Regions from separate parts of the Gossypium hirsutum genome. Here regions 2 and 3 are each linked to region 1. Evidence: chromatin contacts called from public Hi-C data. All regions are on one chromosome and are shown on one strand. Each heading gives the region's core, a stretch centred on a gene start, on an enhancer-like site or on the middle of the called end of the contact. The rest is flanking DNA. Distances are from core to core; before and after follow the strand shown. Region 1 holds the start of LOC107903847. Region 2 holds the start of LOC107903843 (cysteine-rich receptor-like protein kinase 2). Region 3 holds the start of LOC107903845.

Region 1 (4,512 bases), core at 589-3,088:
TTACCTTTTAAGTTTATTTATATTTCTTATAGTTTTAGATAAAAGTTAAACATAAATAATTGTATTTTAAATATATTTTTAAAATAAAATTAATAAATAATTATCTACTTATTTATTATATTTAATATTATCTTTTGAAAATTACTTATTAACTTTTAAGGTTTTTAAATTGAATCGTCGATTTTACATAATTATGTTAAAGGAGTAGATGGTACCTTTCATATTGATCTGAAATTGCCCCTTTAATCGGTGGTTTTGTAGGTCCATCGAAAACATCATGTTGAATAATGATGATGATAAGTGCATGTAGGCAGATGGGTCCAACCTAAAAGCTGAGTTCCATTTGACTAAACCCCCTTTCATCGCTGTGGCTTAGATTTGGAGACACCATCACTATCACTGCCTTCTTTCAAACCCCACAAAACACCAAAGTTGAGCTTTTTACGAAACAAATTGATACATGGAAGATTTGGAATATGCGGAAAAATAACCCTTTGGATAATTAAGGGTAATGGTTATATAAATATGTTTAAATGAAGATAAAATCTTTCAAAATAATCAAATAAGGGTTAAATCTTTTCGCGAAAGTGTTGAAATAAAAACTTCTTAAATATCGTATATTAAATTTTAAATTATGTTCTTTTCAAGTTATATCTGATTCAAGTGTTTTGTTTTATTCTAAATACGTCAATCTTTACATAATTTTTTACAAATTAGGTTGAAGTGAATAAAAAACTTTCGCGTGAGCCGTGCAAAAGGTTGAATCCTATTTTGAACATTTATCCAATAATAAATGAATAAAGTATTTATATGTAAAAATAATATCAAATCTTGTAATAGAGGTGAGTTTGCCTATAATATACCTCTCGCTGATTCAAGCTACTCAAATCGACCTAAAACAAGTCCAACCCAAGTTACAAGACAACCTAGGAGAAAAATACACCAACCCCATGGCCACCAATTAGCACAATAGACAAAAGAAATCAAAGTTGAGCCCCAAAATATAAGCACTACAAAGACATGCATGAGTGAGTGGAGAACTGTAATGAAATGTAATTGATGGAGACTGCAATAATGCATTTGCATGGATGTGTCTGCATGCGCCACCAGACAGGAAATGTACTCACTCCTACCCCCAACAAGATACGATTGTACGATCAAAATACAAAAGATTTTAATCGCAATTATAATACAAAGCATACACAAATGTAAAAAAAATATACAAATTAACAAATCTAGTCCCCCATAACTCCCAAGTTTTGCTAAACTTTAAATAATGAAAGGAAATTCAAAGTGGGCAGACTTTTAGCTTGATGGTTACAAAGTATATAGCTGACACAAAGAACATATTGGGAAGTGAGAAAGAACTTTGAAAACCCAGAATCAACTGTATTTCACATTTATTCCTATGCATACAAACTACAGTAAAAGAATAACACAGACCACTACCTATATTTCTCTATAAATTTAACACAGATATGGAAATAATAATAACTAAAGTTTTAGATAACTCGTGTAATCATATAAAAATATTTAGATTGTTTTTTTATTTATATAAAATAATTTAAATTTTGATTTATTTGTATAGTTATGGTTGCTTGTTAGTATTGCGTAACCAAAATACCAAAAAAAAAAAAACACCGCGATAAAAACAACTTTTGTAGTTGAAATCATAATTTCAAAAGCAAAATAAGAAAATGGAATCTTTGAAGTTTAAAAATGTTGTTTCACACAAAGTGACTTTATTATTCTTCATTAAAACATACATTTCTAAACTTTATCTTCTCGATTTTCTGCCAGCTTTGCTAAACTCACCCTCACTATTTATATCACCACACCCACATTAGCAGAACTTTGAGAAAACCCCATTTCTCTGCTTTCTTTTTTAATAAGCCAAGCTGTCGGGACATCAGCACCAAGACATTAGAATATCTGTAAGAGAATAACAAGAAGTGGGAATTGTTTTATTTATTATTTTCTGCCATTCTTGGATGTTTTCGAGACCTTCGAAAAATGGTGTGAAGGATAGAAGCACTCGAGAAAGCTTTTCTTACAATGTTGATCTTATGTCGGATCAGATGTCCCCATTTTGATCACAGAATAAGACGACTCAACCCATGTTCAAGCATGGCTTCTTGCTCTCGTAAAACCTCACCAATCATTCATGCTTTTGTAATTTTTCTTCTTGTTTGTTCTTCTTCAATTTCTCCCGTTTACTCATCGGAACCCCATAATCTCCATGCGAGAAATCGAACTTTCCGACCGGATAAAGAGCTACAAAAGTTGAAATTCATAAGACAACGTCTCAACAAGATCAACAAGCCAGCAGTAAAGACAATTCAGGCAATTTAATCTAGTTTTTGCCTTGAGGTTTTTTCTTTTTATCTTTTATCAGACATTGGTTTCCAAGATCTCCAACATGTTTTTGTTTATGGTTTTGGTGTTGCAGAGTCCTGATGGTGACACTATAGATTGTGTTTTGTCGCATCATCAGCCTGCCTTCGATCTTCCTCAACTCAAAGGACAACGACCATTGGTAATTAAATAATATTTTAGTTGCACGATATTACAGTACATGGTTATGTTACAGTGTTTATCGTCGTTATTTATTGTAATTAAAGGGAAAACATCCATTGGTCCACAAATACTAATTGAACAGTTTTTTTTTTCTATTGTTGAAATATGTGCAGGATCCACCGGAGGGACCTAGGGTTTATGAAAGAGATGGGGTGATGATGACGGCGGAAGTAGAAGAAGAAGAAGAAGGAGAAGAACATGTTCAGCTATGGAGAATGTCAGGTGAAACATGTCCGGAAGGAACAATTCCCATCAGGAGAACGACGGAACAAGACTTGTTAAGGGCTAGTTCTGTAAGAAGATTTGGAAGGAAACCAAGACGACGTGTTAGAAGAGATTCAACCAGCAACGGCCATGAGGTAGGTGTCTTCAAAATTACACTTTTAACAAAAACTGCCATGCCTAAAAAAATATCAAATTTTATCTAAGCAATGTTTCCATTTTTTCTTAAAAAAAACAATTATTCATAAGGTACTGTTTTTATTTTGTTAGAAAAATATGAACTTTTTGTCCCACAGAAGTAGGTGAAAAAAATGAAAAAGCAATTGGAATAGCGTTCAAAATCGAAAGGAACCAATATCAAGAAAGTAGTCAAAAGTGGATTGTAAAACGGCCCTACTTATTTATTTTTATTACCAAAGACTTCAGTCTCTTATGCCAACATAGACAACCTTGTATTTTGTACATACATTTCTTTGGGGTAGGCTAACAGATTTTTAGTAAAAATCCTTTAAAATAAATTTAGATAATTAAAATCTTTGAGTGCTTGCATCACATAATTAACTCACAGAGTATATTCTTTTTACAATTTTATATTTAATTTATTGATACCGTATAAAGACATATTATAGTTATATACTTATAAATGATGTGTCTTTATATATAAATGTAAACTCATTTTTCTTTCTTTAAAGCATATAAACTTTTTTTTTAAGAACATTTGTATCAAATAAAAACACAAATATGAAATATCCTAGTAGTAGAAGATTAGATTATGGGACAAAAAATAAACCCCAATTCAAAGTCATCATTCTCTTCAACTTGCACAACCTAAAAAGTATTTCGGGACTTTGCATAATCTATTTATTAAAGCTCCTATAATATAATTTTATGCTCCTATCTTGATTACGCCTAATTTCTTTGTTACACAAAGGGTCCTTTTATATATAATAATCGCATTGTAAGTTAAGGGGTCCCTGCCTAGAATAGGATGGTTTAAACTAGCAAAACTCTTTTCTAGATTGAAAAAATTATGATCAAATCGATATAATTCTCTTACTCTTTGATGTAATGTATGGAATTGTAAAAACTGATTTTTGTTAACTTTTTCCTCTTTAACATCCTAGGTTTACTTTAAAAACCTTATATCCCCACATATTTAAACATTAATATTATAACATAATTTTTAAAAATATAGGGAAAAACTTTAAAAACAATTAAGTAATTACATTTTATGCTTATTTGGAAATCCGAAATAAGATGGTGGTAATAATAAAGGTATATGGTTACAGCATGCAGTTGGATATGTGAGCGGGGGAGAATATTACGGAGCCAAAGGCAGCATAAATGTGTGGGCACCCCACGTCTCCAATCCCTATGAATTCAGCTTATCCCAACTCTGGGTCATCTCTGGTTCTTTTGCGCACGATCTCAACACCATTGAAGCTGGTTGGCAGGCATGTCTTTTTCCATTTTAACTCTCTTTTTTTAGAAAATACTCTCTTTTTCCATCTTAAGCTCGAATTAAGCCTGGTCTCACTTTTTCATATATTAATAAAAAGATATTTTATATTATTTTTTAAATTCTTCATGTTGTACATTCATGTTTGGGATTCGGGGAATAATATAGAGAAGAATTATATATATTTTTATAATTAATTTTAATTTTTGTTGTTATTTAAATTAAATTTGGATTGGAACGAACCAATTGCCTAA
Region 2 (4,512 bases), core at 880-3,379, 210 kb before region 1:
GAATGATGCTATAGATCCGATCATAAGAACCATGAAAGCATATTGAGCCCTTCTATTCATTTTCTTTTGGACCAGAACGCCGATTCTGGAGTGGCTAAACTATTTCCGACTTCTGTTGCAAGAAATTGGTTCAAGTTACATTAAACCTGGAAAAGATAATGAAATTGATTATGCAAATTCCCATTTTCTTGTCCCACTTGATATTAAAAAAAAAACAAATATTTTATATTTAATTAATTGGATTAGAGTATAAGTATCCTATAATTAGAAGTGCTTATGGGCCAGCCTAAATATGATATTAACATACTTTATACTTGTCCAAACTTGATCCAACCTAAATATGAGTTTAAAATTTTGTTCACAATCAAATTCATCATATTTACAAAAAATTAACTCAATCTTATTTTAGGTTCACTCATATTATTTTTAATTTTTTTAAAAATATTTATATTGTACTATTTTTATATTTAATAATTTTGTATTTTATATTTATTGAAATTTTTATATAATCATTGTAACATTATTTTAATGTTTACATTAGAGTAATATTATATATTTAGTGTAGATTAATATTTTTAATATGTTATAAATTACATAATATATAAAAATAACATAATATAAAATATTATAAACTTTAAAATGAGTCAAGTTGGACTTGGATCTTAAATGTTAAAGCCAAAACTTATTTTATATTTTAATCGGGATTAATTTTTTACCTAAACTTATTTTTTAGGTCTAATATCTTTATCCAAACTCTCTTAAATTTTGGACAACATTTAAACATTAGCAAATAACCCGACGTCTAAGAGAAATTATTTTAAAATTTTCTAGAAAAATATGAGATGATAGTCATGGAAGAGGGTAGAAAATGAGAAAAGAAAGCGATTATGATTGAAAACGTGTCAACATTTATAAAAGGTTCTACATCACCGAAAGTCAAAAATGGCAATGTCCTGAATTGGCGTTCAAACCCAGTTGTAAACAACAATACAGGAACTTTCAGGGTTTCACATTTGAACATGTATTGAGAAATTAATTAATTATTCTAAAGAAATTAATATTGGGAAATTATTAAAGGAACGACTATTATATATATATATATATATATATCTAACAGTTCAACAATATGAATGGAATCCGATTATTATTGAAGCGAAACAATTAATTTTAATAAAATATCGAAACAATTTAATGCGTAGATATAGTAAATTATAATTGAAATATTAAAATAAAATCGAAATTAAAGTTTTTTTAAATAAAATTATTATTTTCAGTATTAATTGCAGGTTTACATTGAAGTGTATCTAGAGTTCAATCGGTTCAGTAATTGGATAAAATGAGTTTGGATCAGCAGGCTCGAATCAACTGTCGAAAATCGTTAGATTACTAAAAGATTTCATTGATGAAATTAAGCAAATAAAAACTTATCAACTTAATTTTAGTTTTATATGTAAACCTTTAAATTTTAAAGCATCAATCAACAAAATTTATGAAAGCTATAAGGCTCAATTATAGATGCAGGATCCTTTATCCCAAAAATTGGTAAACTTCCAGATTTAGTCCCTTAAAATTGAAAAAGTATTAAGTTAATAGAATAGTAAAATTATATTTTGATCTTTCAATTTTTTTTTGCTTTCGCCCCTTTAATCACACAAAACAAAAAAGAGGGAAAATCTGAGGAAAATCTGAAGAAACTTCAATTTATCACTACACTTCTCTTTTCTTGTTATCTTCCAAAATCAATTAAGACCCAGAAACTAAACAGAGTTGAAAGTAAAAGGAAAAAGAAAAAAAAACAAAGGATCTTATTGATACCTTAGTTTATCTGCCATGGAATCGGAAGACGACCGATTTGAGTTGCAGAAACGAAGAACAAAACCCTTTCGGAAAAAGAATTACAGAGAAAAGCAACAGGTTTAAAGGAAAAAATGCAATACAAAGAGATGGACTGAATAAATATTGAAGAAGATAGAAGGGGAGAGACAGTCAAAGTAAGGAATGGAAATGGAAATCTGTGTAAAAGTTTCAAAGGAAGGCTGCGCCACTTCCTTTGTTAATAGGAAGGATGAACGAAGTCGTTGAAACAAAGAATCTCAGCAATTAAACAATTAAAAAATGAAAAATAAATCGGAACGCGGTACCCAGTGTTTCAATTTATTACCTACCCTTGGACTCTAAGCACATCACTATCAATCAAATTAAAAAAAAAAAAACCTTAATCGTAGGTTAATCTAGTGTCATTTTATTTATCCTGATTGAATCCAAATATTTTATTAAACATTAACTATAAAGCATGTGATTTTATGTTTTCAATTTTTACAGGCTTAGACTTTAACATGATAAATTAGGTTGTTTCGGGGAGGAATTTACTTCCCAACTTCACTAATCCGTTTGAAACGTTCAAAACAATTAAAAGAACACACACAAAATGAGTAAATGCTTAAATTTTTTGAGGAGTAAACTATATCCAAGGTTACTAAATTATTAGTAAGTTTACGTTTTAGTCACTAAACTTTAAAAAGTTATAAAATAATCACTGAACTGTTTGAAAATATTCATTTAAATCACTGAGCTATCAAGATTTAAAAAAAAAGAGTCAAACTAGACAACTTCAAGCGACAATTCAACAATCAATACAGTGGGTCAGTACCCATCAACAAGTAGAAGGATATACTTTAGATCCAAGTCAATCGGACGGTCATATCAGAGATAGGAGAAGAAAACTGTACTGTAAAAGAGAATGAGAAAGAGAGCTTTTAATTGGTACAGGCGGTGTGAAAAGAAAAGGCCATAGAACAATGATTTTAATAATCAAATTACTTAAATCAAAACTATCGAATAGTTCGATGACCATTTTGTAATTTTTTGAAGTTGAGTAACCAACACTATTATAGGTTTGGAGCAAACAACTTGTACGCAATTCTCACACTATGATGGAAATTGATTGTCCTTTGGCTGAAGTCTTTAAACCAATCTTAAGGATTGATTATTTTGTATTAAGGAAAGTTAAGTCAGTTGAAGTTAGTTGTTAGTTAAAGAAGTTGTTAGCAATTAAAGTTGGTTAAGGTTAGTTGTTAGCTCAGTTCATTTCATTGTATAAATATGAGGATGGAAGCCTTGTATTGTTGAAGATTTACTCAATTAATAAAGTGAGTAAACTGATTTCTTCTTCAATTTTTGTTTATGGTATTATTGTTAATCTGTTCATGGTATCAGTGCCAGTTTATTTTTTGGTTTTCGTAGCTTTGAAGGTCAGGCATTCATTGTTCCAGAGGTAGTGTTTGGGAATGGTCATTCATCTATAGATGCATGAATGCAAGAAAGGTTCCTTGTGTCACCAAGTATGGCTAGTTTAAGTGGATTAAACAATCGGATTCAACAGTTCCCCAAGCATGATACTGTTAAGCTTAATGAGAAGAATTTTCTCTTATAGAAACATTAGATTATGCTCATTATTGAAGGTTATGGGTAGAAAAGGTATGTGTTGGGTCCTTCTTTTGATATTTCTCAGTATACAATAGGTCCAGATGGTGTTCTTATGGACAATCTAGAGTTCTTGCTTCATAAACAACAAGATAAACTCTTGGCTTCATGGTTACTATCTGCTATATGTGATGATATTCTTGTGCATCTAATAAAAGCTACTACGAGTATGGATATTTGGCTAACAGTGGAGAGAAGGTTTGCAACTAGATCCAGTTTTAAGCTATTTAGCTTAAAACATATGCTATACTTTTAAAAGAATGAGCAATTGTCTATTAAAGATTACATGTCTAAGATAAAGTAGATGTGTGATGTGTTGGCTGCAGTTGGTAATGGTGTTCTGATCAAGAACAAGTCAGTATTATTCTTGTTGGTATTCTAGTAGAATATGAGTTAGTTTGAGCAGTTGCTTCTACTACTAGTGTTTCACTTGATTTCCTTGATGAGTTGCTGGTAAATTGTGAGTCCAGGCAACTTGATTTTGTAGCTAACCTTCTTATGCAAGCCAATGTAGTTCAAAAGAGGGAAGGTGGTTTTGATCAGTTTAAAGATTCTAGTTCTGTTTTTAATAGAGGTGGCAAATTAAGAGGTACAAAAGGTTTCTTTCGAGGACAAGGATCAAGAGAACGGTTTTCTAATAATCGTCCTCAATGTCAACTCTATAGACATATTGGTCATGTGGTGCAAAAGTGCTACTATCATTTTGATGAGACTTTTTAGGAGATGCAGGGTTAGTTTTCCAAATAGATGCTAACTGTCATCAGTTTCATGGTGATAGGCAAGTGTCTCAGTCTTGTGGAGGATGCCTTCATTCTCAACCGACATATTATCAGTGTTGTGCCTCGCCTCAGGTTCAAACAATATTTCCTTCAAAATCAGAATGTAACATTGTTGTTGCAGGTCCTGGTGCTTGTGCTGGACAAGTCTAGTATCCAGATTCTGGAGCTACTCATTATGTAACTAGTGATATCTCCAATCTGACTGATGCTGCAGTTTATACAAGTACTGGTCGATTAACTATGGGAAATG
Region 3 (4,512 bases), core at 1,086-3,585, 180 kb before region 1:
TAAAAGTTGTTTAAATGATAATGATATTAAATTATAATCCTTGAAAATTTTGTTTGGAAAGTTAGTTGGATACTCGAGTTTAGAATTTAGTATTTGTAAGCTTTTGCATTCGAGAGTTTGCACATTAACGAGTTTGATTAACTAAGTCCTGTATTATAAAAATTTAACGTCTTATCATATAATAGCTCGTGTATTCGATGCTACTAGCATAAGTGATTACTTGGGTTAAAAGTATAAAAGAGTTCATGAATATGGTGATGTTTAAATATCGATTGATTCCTATGACTATGCTTAATTGAGTAACTTCACATTTTAAATAAATGTGGTTGAGATATTGACATAGTAATTGTACCAAGTATGGTATGGGTTGTTTGATTTCAGTTAAATTTTACTATTAACCCTTGTATTTTGTTAAAGTTATAGATTTAGTCATTATACTTTAAATTAATTAAATTTTGTCATGTATTTTTTGAATTGATCAATTTTAATCCCTATACTTTTTAAAATTTGAAATTTTAGTCCTAACCTAAATAGTAGCTATTAACTCTATTCAGTTAAATTCAATTACTAGTCTTGTACTAACATACAGTTGCAAATTTAGTCCATATTCTCCAATTGGATTATTTTAAGTTCCTAACAATTTCGAAATTTGAAACTTTAGTCTTGATGCACATGACATCCATTGATCTATTAACTGGATTTTTAGTAAGTAATATATGGGCACTATAGCAAAATAGGTTTTTAGTGGCGTTTATAGCGGTGTTTGAATAAAAAACGCCGCAAAAGATCAAGTATTAGCGGTGCTTTTCAAAAAGCGCCGCAATAGATCAAGAATTAGCGGCGCTTTATGTAAAACACCGCAAAAAAGTTGAGCAAAACGACTTCGTTTTTTGTTGAGCTTTATTGGCTTTAGTGGCGCTTTTTAAAAAACACCGCAATAGATCGAGCTTTAGCAGCGCTTTCTGAGAAACGCCGCTATAGATCAAGAATTAGCGGCGCTTTATGTAAAACGCCGCAAAAAAGTTGAGCAAAACGACTTTGTTTTTTGTTGAGCTTTATTGGCTTTAGTGGCGCCTTTTAAAGAACGCCACAATAGATCGAGCATTAGCGGCGCTAACTGAGAAACGCCGCAATAGATTGAGTTTTAGCGGTGCTTTCTGAGAAACGCCGCTATAGATAAAGAATTAGCGGCGTTTTTTGTAAAATACCGCAAAAAATTTGAGCAAAACGACTTCGTTTTTTGTTGAGCATTAGTGGCATTAGCGGCGCTTTTTCAACAAACTCCGCAATAGATCAAGCATTAGCGGCATGTTTTTAGAAACATCGCAAAAAATTTGAGAAAACGACGTCGTTTGTTGTTGAGCTTTAGTGGAATTAACGGCGTTTTTGATAAAAATGCCGTAAAAAATAAATTTATTTTAGGGTTTAGGGATTAGTATTTAAGGTTTATTGTATATGGTTTAGGGTTTTAAGGTTCATGATATAATGTTTATTATTTTGGTATTAAAGTTTTGAGTTTAGGGTTTATGGTATATGTTTAGGATTTAGGGTTTAAAGTTTAGGGTTTATGATTTGGTGTTAAGAGGTTAGTGTTTACGACTCATAAGACTTAGAAGTTTAAGATTTTAGGGTTTGGTGTTTATGGTTTAATGTATAGTGTTTATGGTTTAGGGTTTATGGGTTTTAGGATTTAGGATTTAAGGTTTTATGGTTTTAGGATTTAATTACTTTTGTGATACCAAATTCAAAAAAAAAATTTGTTTTTTACTTCTTTTTATGTTATAATATATATATACAAGATTTTAGGTTCTAAGTGACATGATTGCTTAATTTATTGACTCGTAGCATATATATTATGATGACATTTGATAATTGTGTTATTTACTTTTGTTTTTTCACTTAAAAATAGAATATAATTTTAAAATTATAATACATTATTTGAATAATATCAGTAATTTATAAATTTGAATATTTAAAATACTTAAATTATACACTCTCTAAGATTTATAAAATTTATAAAATTTTAACAATTAAAAATAATGTCATATTAATGTATCAAATTTTAATTTTATAAAACTATTAAAAATTTGAAATTTTTTAAATAATATTATTTTAGACATATATATATTTAAAAAGTCAATCATTAGCGGCGTTTCTCTGAAAAACACCGTAAAATATAAGCAATAGCGGCGTTTGGACTAAAAATGCCGTGAATATGTATTAAAAATTAAACAAAACGACACCGTTTCAGTGCAGGAATTTAATTTATTAATGACGTTTTTGCTGAAACGTCGCAAAAGTTATAAAATTAGTAGCGTTTTTTTAAGCGCTGCAAATGTTGCAATACTAAACGGCCTCGTTTTCTTCCACAAATCAGTTTTCTTCCACATTCCCGCTCCCAACCCCTAATTCCCCTTCCGAATCCCTAATCAGTCATTCACAGAGACGACTTGTTTCGGTTCTTCGATTTTTGTTTCTTCGATTCTTCATTTGGTTTATTTACTTAAAAAGAAAAGATTTGTTTCGGTTTCTTGTCAACATTCATACGAAGACAGAGAAGACGAAGAAGGAAAAGAACATTCCCATTCTGTTTTTTGGTCAAGCTTCAATCAGGTTCTTTTTTTTTTTGCATGTTTCAACTTTGGGTTTTTCATGTTTTTGTGATTTTTTTGTTTATATTTTGTTGTTGACCTTGAAATGTAGTCAAATCGTCTTTGATTTTAGGGTTTTTGATCCCTACAAACATTCTCATTTCACCCTTTTACTCGTGGAATCCGTTCCGAAGTGCTTTCATTTCTCTTCATCTTCCTCAAGTTACTGTTTTCTTTTCCCTTAATTCAAGTTTTGGAGTTGGATTAGGGTTTTAGTTTGAATCCCTTTTTGATTCACACTGTACTGTTAGTTTAAAAAAATGGCTTGTTACGTTGGCTTATTAGGAATTGCTGTTGTAATTTAGCAATTTGGTTGTCTTGTTATGTTGTCTGCTAGTGTACTGAGATGAATTTGATGCTAAAATTTTATCTTAATTTTGGGTCTGTAAGGGTGCTTGTTGTATTTGTTTTTATTAGTTTTGTTTTGACAACACTACTTTATTAATAAACTTATTTTGCTTTTCTAAAGCATGATACGTTTGTTTTTCAATCAGGTAAGCAGAATTTTAATTGCTCATATGTATACGTATCAGTGAATTATGAAGTTTGGTATTTTTTGTTATGCTAAGTTCTTCATGTTTTGGGTCTGGTTTAATTTTGGTATGGTAAACTAGTTCTTAGTAAATGGGTTAGATTATGAGTTGATTGATGTAAGATTGTGTGCTGCTCCCAGGAAAGAAATTATTCTGTGCTTGGTAGATATTTGGCTGTTTAGATACTACTTGAAATTTTTATTGATCAATTTAGTATTCAATACTGAAACTTGGCTTAACAAATTGAATTCAATCCTGTGTAAGTATAATGTGGGTAAACTTTGAAGCATGCTACTGAAACAGATGACTAGTGACCTTAGGTTTTCGGAAACATCAAAGTATGTATTTATGTATTATGTATGTATACCTTGGTATCTGACTTTCATGTATTATAGGACTCTGTTTTGTTTAAATAAGTAATGCTTTTTTACATTTTGCTTGGCTTTTCATAAATTTTTTTGTTTATCTAACAAACAAATTTCTACTTAAACTGGCTGAAGCACGTGAAAAATCCTATTTGCACACTCTTGTAAATATTAGATCCTTATATGATCAATTTCAAAGGTTTGACCCTCACATAAACAATCCCTAAAAAGTTGGATTTAATTTCAGCATTTAACCTTAAATTTACTTGAAAACTATTTATGAACTTTATGTGTATAATTTAAGACTACATTTTAATCTTTTAACAATAAGGATTGCATTAAATCTAAAGTCGAATTAGATCAGATACTGTTCAAGAGGCAAGCTGTTCATGCATTGTTTTTTCGTTTAAAATGATAAACTCAAATCTAAAACCTTAGTTAGGAGATATCAAATTTTTTACCATTTCACTCCATGGGTTGCAAAATATTTACAGACTAGGAAAGTTGTAACTAGAAAAGTTGGATCTAAAGCGTATGAGTAATTTGAGAATTATTTGAACAAGTGGAATACCAGGAAAGAGATTCTAGTTTTAACTATTCCTATGCAATTTTAAAAATAATTACATATATTATATTTTAAATATTAAAACCTATATTTTTAATATATAACCTATATTAAGTATGGATATATAACCTATATTTCAAATTCATTACTAATAACTTTTTAAATTTTAAAAATAATTAAAAATATTATATTTTAAATATTAAAACCTATATTTTTAATATATAACGTATATTAGTATGGATATATAACCTATATTTCAAATTCATTACTAATAACTTTTTAAATTTTAAACATAATTATTTATTTTATATTTTAAATATTAAAACCTATATTTTTAATATATAACCTATATTAGTATGAATATATTACCTATATTTCAAATTCATTACTAATAAAAT

What was found. Hi-C and Micro-C count contacts between places; a contact is called where the count stands out from the background.
Region 2: a contact with region 1 is called in a Hi-C map of leaf, with 1.5 times the contacts expected there. The contact joins the promoter of LOC107903843 here to the promoter of LOC107903847 in region 1. A contact is called at or near these places in 2 of 34 Hi-C or Micro-C datasets (both in leaf).
Region 3: a contact with region 1 is called in a Hi-C map of leaf, with 1.7 times the contacts expected there. The contact joins the promoter of LOC107903845 here to the promoter of LOC107903847 in region 1. A contact is called at or near these places in 2 of 34 Hi-C or Micro-C datasets (hypocotyl and leaf).

Annotation. Positions count from the first base shown.
Region 1 is chrD05:39,785,184-39,789,695 of Gossypium_hirsutum_v2.1, reverse strand. LOC107903847 reads left to right here and starts at 1,838. Exons shown (of 7, transcript XM_016830015.2): 1 at 1,838-2,343; 2 at 2,450-2,536; 3 at 2,691-2,936; 4 at 4,089-4,253. The coding sequence starts at 2,056.
Region 2 is chrD05:40,000,256-40,004,767 of Gossypium_hirsutum_v2.1, reverse strand. It overlaps LOC107903843 (cysteine-rich receptor-like protein kinase 2), which reads right to left and starts at 2,129. Exons shown (of 8, transcript XM_016830011.2): 1 at 1,816-2,129; 2 at 1-112. The coding sequence starts at 60.
Region 3 is chrD05:39,966,060-39,970,571 of Gossypium_hirsutum_v2.1, reverse strand. LOC107903845 reads left to right here and starts at 2,335. Exons shown (of 5, transcript XM_041092869.1): 1 at 2,335-2,613.